2 separate regions of the Mus musculus genome follow, and region 1 is linked to region 2. A link is a contact called in public ChIA-PET data. All regions are on one chromosome and are shown on one strand. Each heading gives the region's core, a stretch centred on a gene start, on an enhancer-like site or on the middle of the called end of the contact. The rest is flanking DNA. Distances are from core to core; before and after follow the strand shown. Region 1 overlaps Mybpc1 (myosin binding protein C, slow-type). Region 2 overlaps Gnptab (N-acetylglucosamine-1-phosphate transferase, alpha and beta subunits).

Evidence for each region. ChIA-PET counts read pairs in DNA pulled down with a chosen protein or histone mark.
Region 1: an RNA polymerase II ChIA-PET map of effector CD8 T cells shows a contact between it and region 2, with 7 read pairs. The contact joins two enhancer-like sites. A contact is called at or near these places in 1 of 115 datasets of contacts at active chromatin or transcription factors (effector CD8 T cells) and 3 of 9 other capture datasets (adipose tissue, liver and pancreatic islet).

What each region holds. Positions count from the first base shown.
Region 1 is chr10:88,539,134-88,542,943 of GRCm38.p6, forward strand. It overlaps Mybpc1 (myosin binding protein C, slow-type), which reads right to left. Exons shown (of 29, transcript NM_175418.5): 19 at 3,195-3,383; 20 at 1,816-1,950. Among named protein-coding and RNA genes, the nearest start is that of Chpt1, 37 kb to the left of the region's middle. Within about 2 kb of position 1,503, at least 10 of the 459 cell types and tissues checked have an H3K27ac peak or open chromatin away from gene starts, as enhancers often do. A contact at or near this core is called in effector CD8 T cells, where this site is marked.
Region 2 is chr10:88,403,095-88,407,473 of GRCm38.p6, forward strand. All of the region lies in intron 2 of Gnptab (N-acetylglucosamine-1-phosphate transferase, alpha and beta subunits), which reads left to right. Among named protein-coding and RNA genes, the nearest start is that of Gnptab, 26 kb to the left of the region's middle. Within about 2 kb of position 2,902, at least 52 of the 459 cell types and tissues checked have an H3K27ac peak or open chromatin away from gene starts, as enhancers often do. A contact at or near this core is called in effector CD8 T cells, where this site is marked.

The DNA.
Region 1 (3,810 bases), core at 253-2,752, 130 kb after region 2:
AAAGAAAAGAGTAAAGAATTTGCTCTGTTTCATTCACATACAGAAGGCTGTTGTTCAGAGGCCTCATGACATAAGGTTAAGAGATCCTGCTGGCTGGGCTGTCTGAAAAGCAGAATGCATCGCCCAGGATCACCCAGGACAGCGGGATGCAAATAAGCCATACTCAGAAAGGCTGGAGGATTTTCTTGTTGAATAAGTCACAACACCCACTTCCCTGGCTGTGTTAACACTGGGCCTTTTGCTTTGCTTTTATCATCCCCCCCCCCCCCCCCCCACTTCCCATGCTGGTTTTGGATCAAGGGCCTTCGGAAGCTTGGAGAGAGCATATCGAAGCATATCGAAGTAAAGAGACCCGGAGGCACAGGGTGCTTCATCCCTATCTGCACTTCTTCCTGAGTGGCAGCTGTCACTTCTGCCAGGGCCACGGTGCACACTGGGATTTCAACAGTTCCTCTTCATAAGTTTCTTGTCCATAGTGATTGTCCTCCGGGGACATCCATCAGTGTTTACATTCTTGATTCCCAAATGTATTGTTTCTTTGCTTCACGGGGAACTTCAGTGTGAAAGTTTGGGTTACAAAGAATGGTTTTAGAGGTTGATTCTTGGTCTTTGTTTTGTGGGACCTCAGTAAGCTTCTTTGGGGAGCTGTTGGCCTACTGTCAACCAGAGAGGACTAAGTCTAGAGCCAGGCTGTTTGTCTTATACCCCTATTGTCCTCCCTTCCTTCCTTCCTTCCTTCCTTCCTTCCTTCCTTCCTTCCTTCCTTCCTTCCTTCCTTCCTTCCTTTTTACTTCCCTTTTCCTCTCTTTTCTTTTCTTTTGTTCCCCTCTATTTAGGCTAGAACCCGGAGCCTACCACACTTTAGCAAATGCTCTACAAATCAGCTATACCCATAATTCTTTTTCAAATGTCATTTTCTTTTTTCTTTTCTTTTTTTTTTTTTTTAAGATTTATTTATTATATGTAAGTACACTGTAGCTGCCCTCAGACACTCCAGAAGAGGGAGTCAGATCTCGTTATGGATGGTTGTGAGCCACCATGTGGTTGCTGGGATTTGAACTCCTGACCTTCGGAAGAGCAGTCGGGTGCTCTTACCCACTGAGCCATCTCACCAGCCCTCAAATGTCATTTTCTTATGGTCATGGTAAGCAGGAAATAAAAACACTAGGCAATGAGTGAATGTCACACCTTTTTGGTTTTGGTTTCCTGTGACATTTTCTTTTTCTCTCTTTTAGTTTAATCGGGGGATGGGGTGGGGTGTTCTTTGGGCTCTTTTCTTTTTCCTCCAAAATTTAATTTTCATTTTCTCAAGCCTTAAGATAAGTTACTGCCACATGCTGAACGCATCACTCTCTCTGGGATTTAATCATATTTCCTTAAAAGTAAGAGCTTGTTTTTATTATTCCTCTCTTTAAGAAGGAAGGAGATGCTTGTTGGTTGGCTAAATACACAGTTTCTCCCCCTGTGCTTGCCCATAAATAGACTTCCACTGCTCAGTGGCATGCTGGAGCTGCACCCAATCTAGAAATGGATGTCCCCGAAATTTTGCCAAAGGACCGTTGTCCTATGCCAGCACAGTGGTGATGACTGGCTTTACAGCCTAATTAAGAATTTTTTTTTTTTCTGTTTTAGCATCTACATTTGTAGCGTTGAATACTAGAGGAAATTTATATTCACCTACATCTTAGAAAGATGACCTTTGGCTTGGTGTCATTTTCCACAAGAAAGCGATGATTTCCCAAGTAAGACAAAAGAAAGGGAGGCATATCTCACCTAGCGCTGACGGTATTCACTGTAACATCTAGGTGTACTTACTTCCTTCAAAGCAATACTCTAGCACATAGCCATCTAAACCTGCTGCGCCAATCTGATCTGGGGGCCTCCACTTCATCGTCACAGACGAGTCAGTCACGGAGTCGACAGCCAGAAGAGTAGGAGGGCTGGTCACAGCTAAAAAGATGGAAGTCAGAAGATGCAGCCATGAGTATGGAGTCACGACAGGCCACCTGTGATAAGACAACTGGGACACCCCTAATAAGACCTGTGGAAGCTCTGGGTCTTACCAGTACCCATTGAGAATGCCCGGAGCCTGGCCACGTGTAAGCCAAATGTTTGATTGACAAGAGTCTTGGAAAGACTGCCACACTCTTTCTCCAGTTTGAAATGTTTGTATGAGAGGCTGGGCAGCCAAGGAGACTTAGAAAAATTAATTTCGGGGATCTAATGATCTAGAGTAAAACTCCCATAGGCCTATAATTTTAAATATTTATCATTTCAAATTATGTGTATATATGTGGGAGGGGTTATGGACACATACATGCAGGTGTCTGGCATTCAAAAGAATTGTCAGATCCCCCAGAGCTAGAGTTACAGACAACTGTGAGCTTGTCCCACGTGGATGCTGGGTCAGACTCAGGTTCTCGGCAAGAGCAACACCTGCTCTTAATCACTGAGCCGTTTTCCCAGCCCTTAGACTTGGACTTTTAAAGCACACTCTTGTACTGAATTTCCCATTTCTTTCTTTTTTCTTTTTTCGGGGGGTGGGGTGATAGGTGAAGCCAGGGGTTTCTCTGTATAACAGCTCTGGCTGTCCTGAAACTCACTTTGTAGACCAGGCTGGCCTTGAACTCTCAGAGACCCATATACCTCAATCTCCTAAATGCTGGAATTAAAGGTATGCACCACTATGCCCAGATGAATTTCCCATTTCTTAAGAAACACTTTAATACAGTAAAATAGTGGAGGCAGCTTATCTTTCATTTGACTTCCTTGAACATTTTGTGGATGCTTCCTAGATAAACTTAAGATACAGTCATAAACTAAGTAAGATGCAGTTATAAAGCAAAGGGCTTCATTATCAAAAGTAGCTTAGTCTATGATACTTTAGGAAGGAGAATGGACAGCAGTCACATGGCCTCAGCTTCATGTTTAGAGTCAGGAGTGGCAATGGGAACCACCCACAGCTGCCACTGGAGTTCTGGAAATGAATTCCAGGGCCTACATTCTGAAGATGGTCAACTTCTCCAAAGTCAGTTTGCAGTTCCTACGATATTGCCCTTAACCGTGTCTGGTTTCTCATCCCCCACCCTACCACTCTAAGAAGCTCCAGGTCCAGCCCAGCTTAGAAGTCAGAGGGAAAGCTGCAACCATTTGGGGTAGCGATGTCTCCAGCAGAGGCATTTCTCTGGACTCACCCAAAGGAACAAAGGGCTTGGAGGGCATACTGGGCTTGGAGATGCCAATGGCGTTGACCGCAAAGATTCGGACCTCGTAGGCCACGCCTTCAATCATCTTCTTGGGCTCAAAAGTTGTCTCTTTGCAGAGATCGAAATTCAGTCTCATCCACCTGGAGCTTTGTTTCTTTTTCCTCTCAATAAAGTATCCTATAGGTGAAAAGAAGAGAGACTTGGGTTCCTTGTTTCTCTTTATCTTGTCTCCAAAGTTAAATTTTATTAGACAGCAGTTCTTAAAATTTTGTACGTTATAAGTAGATTGAGTAAAATAGCCAAATACATTTACACTTTATTGCACCTTATCCCACTGGTTGTTGTTAGAGGCCAGATGAAGCAACTGTGAATTCTGTAAAATACAGGTGAAATAATAGGAGTAGAGAAAAATAAAGCTGTACTAGTAAAGGAAGAAAAATGAGTCAGAGGCATGCAGCTCCTAGCATCTTAGTTACTGTCGTTGAGCAATCAAGAGCCAAGAGCCCAGAAGGTTGCAGCAATAGAAATAAGAAGAGAAAAAAAAAGATTAGTTTTGTGTGTTTTATTTCTATCTATAGGAAAAAAAAATCATTTCTCCATATAG
Region 2 (4,379 bases), core at 1,652-4,151:
TAATGAAATACTTTTATGGTCGGGAGTCACAACCACACGAGGAGTTGTATTAAAGGGTTGCAGCATTAGGGAGGTTAAGAACCACTGTTCTAGATGATGTTCACATTAACTGCATGGTGATTGCTTAATTAAGTAAACGCCCTTGGGCGGTTGAGTCACAAGTTCAACTAGCCTTTTTTCATGGTAACTCTTATTACTTTATAGACCAGATAATAGTATGGTAACTGGGACTTAGTTGTTTTTTATTTTATTTGTCAATGAACACAGTGATCTTGTCATTTCAAGGAAAGCAAACAATAGTATTTGTTAGTAATAATAACATTTGTGTCTTCAGGTTTATAGAACTTGCTTCCAATGTGAAGACACTTAACAATTTCACAATGCTTTTGTGACTAGGTTTGATCTCATCCCTGAAATCACATTTGTTAATATTATGTAAGACGATTAATAAAATGTATCAACATTTGGCAGGTCTACTGGAGACCGTTGGTTTCCGGTGTGTGATGTTATAGAATCTTGCATTTTAATAGTTTAGTTGTTCAATGTGCGAGAAAGGCCAATGGGTTTTAATGTAAAAACCCTAGAGTTTTCAGATTCCACACAGCAACTAACCCGTAAGTTGCAATGGCTGGTCTTGAGTTTAGTGTCAGAGTATAAACTATTGTCTGAAATTGTTCTATAAAAAGATGCTCCTCCCCATGTCCCTGTGAGCAGAACTTTTCTCCATAAATCTTTCCCTTTTGGTTGGCTAACCAAAGCATCATATTTAAACAGATTGAAAGTGGATGCTAGCTAGCTTGCTTCTGTTAAAACGGAACAGAAAATTTCAGGAATCTCAGAAATGCCTCTCTCTAAATTTTGATGATATTTCCTAGAAAATATATTTTTCTGGGTTTCACAGATGGATCCATTAATAAAGTGCTTGCAAGTAATAATAAAAAAAAAAGACAATGATAGTTTCATTGTTTGGTCCCAAGGCTCAAACGTTTGTGCTGGCAAAGCAGTCATTTTAAACCCCACCCCCACCCCCAAGAAAATTGTGGTTTTCATGACAAAAGTTACAAACATTAACATGTAGGGAAGCTCATAGCTTTAAGCTGTCTTGTTACATTGCAAATATGGAAAACATGAATACCTACAGCAAAGCTCTTGTGGGTCTTGATGGTTCTCTGTGTTGAGGCCAGCAGACCCACGTAAGGCTGAGAAACACCCCCTAACTACAGTGGGTGTTAAATTTTGCACGCTAGGAAAGTGTGAGCAAAGGTAGGGTTTTTTCCCCTCACCCCAGAGCTTGAGTCTTCGAGTGTCTCTGAGAATTGCATCTCTAACCAGTTTCCTGGTGGTCCTGAGGCTGCAGGCCTGGTGACCAGTGCTTTAGGAAAGGATTAGTCACTTCCCTGTCACATCACTTCCGTGTTTCTCCATCTTGATTCTCCCACCCGACTCCCACCCCTGCTAAAAGTTCCAAAGTGATCCTCCCCAACTCACACATTTATGGAGCACCTACTGCGTACCCCAGTGTGTGCTGCTAGGAAATACGGATTTTTTAATTCAGTAAGTTTTTTGTTGTTGTTGTTTGTTTTGTTTTTTTTGAGACAGGGTTTCTCTGAGTAGCCCTGGCTGTCCTGGAACATACTCTATAGACCAGGCTGGCCTCGAACTCAGAAATCCGCCTGCCTCTGCCTCCCAAGTGCTGGGATTAAAGGCATGCGCCACCATACCCCAGCATACTCTTGTTTTCTATCTGAAGAATTTTTTCATTTTGTTTGAGACAGGATCTCATTGTGTAGCCTGGAACTTGCTGTGTAGACCAAGCCAGCCTCAAACTCACACATCTGCCTGCCTGAGCTCCTGAGTGTTCGCTCGGATTGAAGATATGCATCTACACTCAGCTCACTAAAGATTTATATTAAAACTATTGGTCTCAATATGTAGCCCAGTCTGGCTTCACGCTTAGAGTCCTGCCTCAGACTCCCAAAGGCTGGGGTTGCAGGCTAAAATTCGGTGAATAATGTTTCTTCCATTTTTAGGTTGCACTACGTACAGTTTATACTGTTTATTGAAAGCTTCCATTTTTTAAAAGTTATTTATTTTATGTTTGTGTGTACACTGTAGCTGCACAGATGGTTGTGAGCCTTCATGTGGTTGTTGGGAATTGTTGAGAATTTTTAGGAAGGACCTCTGCTCGCTCTGGTCAGCTTCACTCTGGCCCAAACATTTAATTATTATACATAAGTACCCTGACACTGACTTCAGACACACCAGAAGAGGGCGTCAGATCTCATTTCGGGTGGTTGTGAGCCACCATGTGGTTGCTAGGATCTGAACTAGGACCTTTGGAAGAGCAGTCAGTGCTCTTACCTGCTGTGATTCATCTTGCCGCCCAAAAGCTTCCATTCCTTTGCTAGATTTGTTTGTTTGTTTGTTTTGTTGTTGTTTTGTTTTGTTTTGTGAGACAGGGTTTTTCTGTGTAGCCCTGGCTGCCTTGGAACTTGATCTAGAGATCTGCCTGCCTCTGTCTCCCAAGTTCTGGGGCCAAAGGCTTGTACTGCCACCACCCACCCCGCTACTGTACAGTTCTTATTAGTGTCATTTGCTCTGGAATGAGAAGGAAATCCCAGTCTGTGTGTTCACTTGTTGCTAATACGTAAATCATCCATTGCTCCTGGTTTCAAGGCAGACATTCCTTCTGGGCTCTTTCATCACGTGTAACGCATGGCTATTAAACCGTGTGAAGCTCTTTTCTACTGCAGGTCTGAGGGTGCAAAGTGACTTTGTTACTTTGATGTAGTGATTTGAAGACAATTGTATCACGTATTTGGCAGGGTCCCTTTCATTCTGAGTCACCGGCTTCCTCCTCAACTGGAAACCAGTATGGTCTAGTGGTTATAACTAAAGGCTCAGACTCATCTCTGCCAAGCTTGCTACAAAAACAACTGACTCGGCTGGGAGCCAGTCATGCGGTCTCTGTCAGGTTTTTAAATTTAACCTGTGAGTTAAACATGTGATAACCGGCTCATTAGCAGAGCCAGCGTATGAATGACTTAGGAACTTGAGTTGTTTTCCTCAGCTGAACATTTACCTATATGTCCTGATTCTAATAAAAAAAAAAATATATTAAGAGTGAGTCATTACTTTACCAGGAAAACTTCAGCATAGGTATCCTTCCTTCCTTCCTTCCTTTTCCTTCCTTCCTTTCCATCTTTCCACTGAAAAGTGTATTGAATCAAGCAAGGTTTTGGTGGGGGAGTTGTTTTTGTTTTGTTTGTTTGTTTGTTAACATTTTCAGTGTCTAAATGCTTGACACACAAACCTAATGAATGGTATGAGAACTGACACCTCGAGGTTGTTCTCTGCCCACCACACGAGTGTGTGCTCTCTCTGCCGCATAGAAACATGCACCCACACAAACACAACACACACCATAATAAAGACCATTTGGGAGCATGTGAGTTGGAGTGTCCTTGAATGCGTTGTGTGTGGGTATACCGAGTGAGATAGACATTAGTGGGAAACACACATATATGCTGAAGGAATAATAGGTACCGGGGCTAAAGAGATAGCTAGTGGTTAGAGGCACCGATCGCGCCTCCAGAAGACCGGGGTTTGATTTCCAGCACCTAAATGGCAGCAATCAGTTGTCTGTGACTTTGCTTCCAGGGGATCCATTTCCTCTTTCTGGCTTCTGCAGGCACCAGGCACATAGAGGATACACCGATATGCATACAGGCAAAACACCCAAAACATTAATAATGATAATAATAAAATTATAACGAGATTATCGTTATTTATCTAACTGGTACATATTAACCCACTCATGAGGCACTATTCCAGACCTCAGGCAAATAATGGTGACTGAGAGGAATCCGTTACTCTTACATAGAGGACAGGAGGTGCAGTGGGGGGAGTTGGAACACAGCTACATAGAGGTCAGCTGATCTCAAAGTGCGGCCACCGAGATCGGTGGCAGCAGCAGCATTAGCCCGGAACTTCTTCCAAAAGAGCACTCATTCTGAGGCCACCTTGGACCCCCTGCAGTTAGAAGCTGACAGAGAGCAGCAGCCTGTTTCTAAGTAATCTGTGTGCCACCGGCTACTGTGTGAGGCCCACCAAGGAGTGTGCAGGAAACACCTAGGGGATGTTTCTGAATATGGTTGCAGTGGGGAGAGAAACCCTGGAAGTGTAGGAGAGAAAATAAGTGACTAGGAAGGCAGGCTGCAGATGCCTAGTTCCACTTCTGCCCCAGGTGCTGGCTATCTCATGGAAGATACACGTGCCCATGGTGGAGGTGGAGGTGGAGGTATTAAGTATACTAAGAATCCCTCCGAGCATAAAGTGCTGCAGAAGATGCATATTGTGAGTGAATTCTCTTCCAAGAG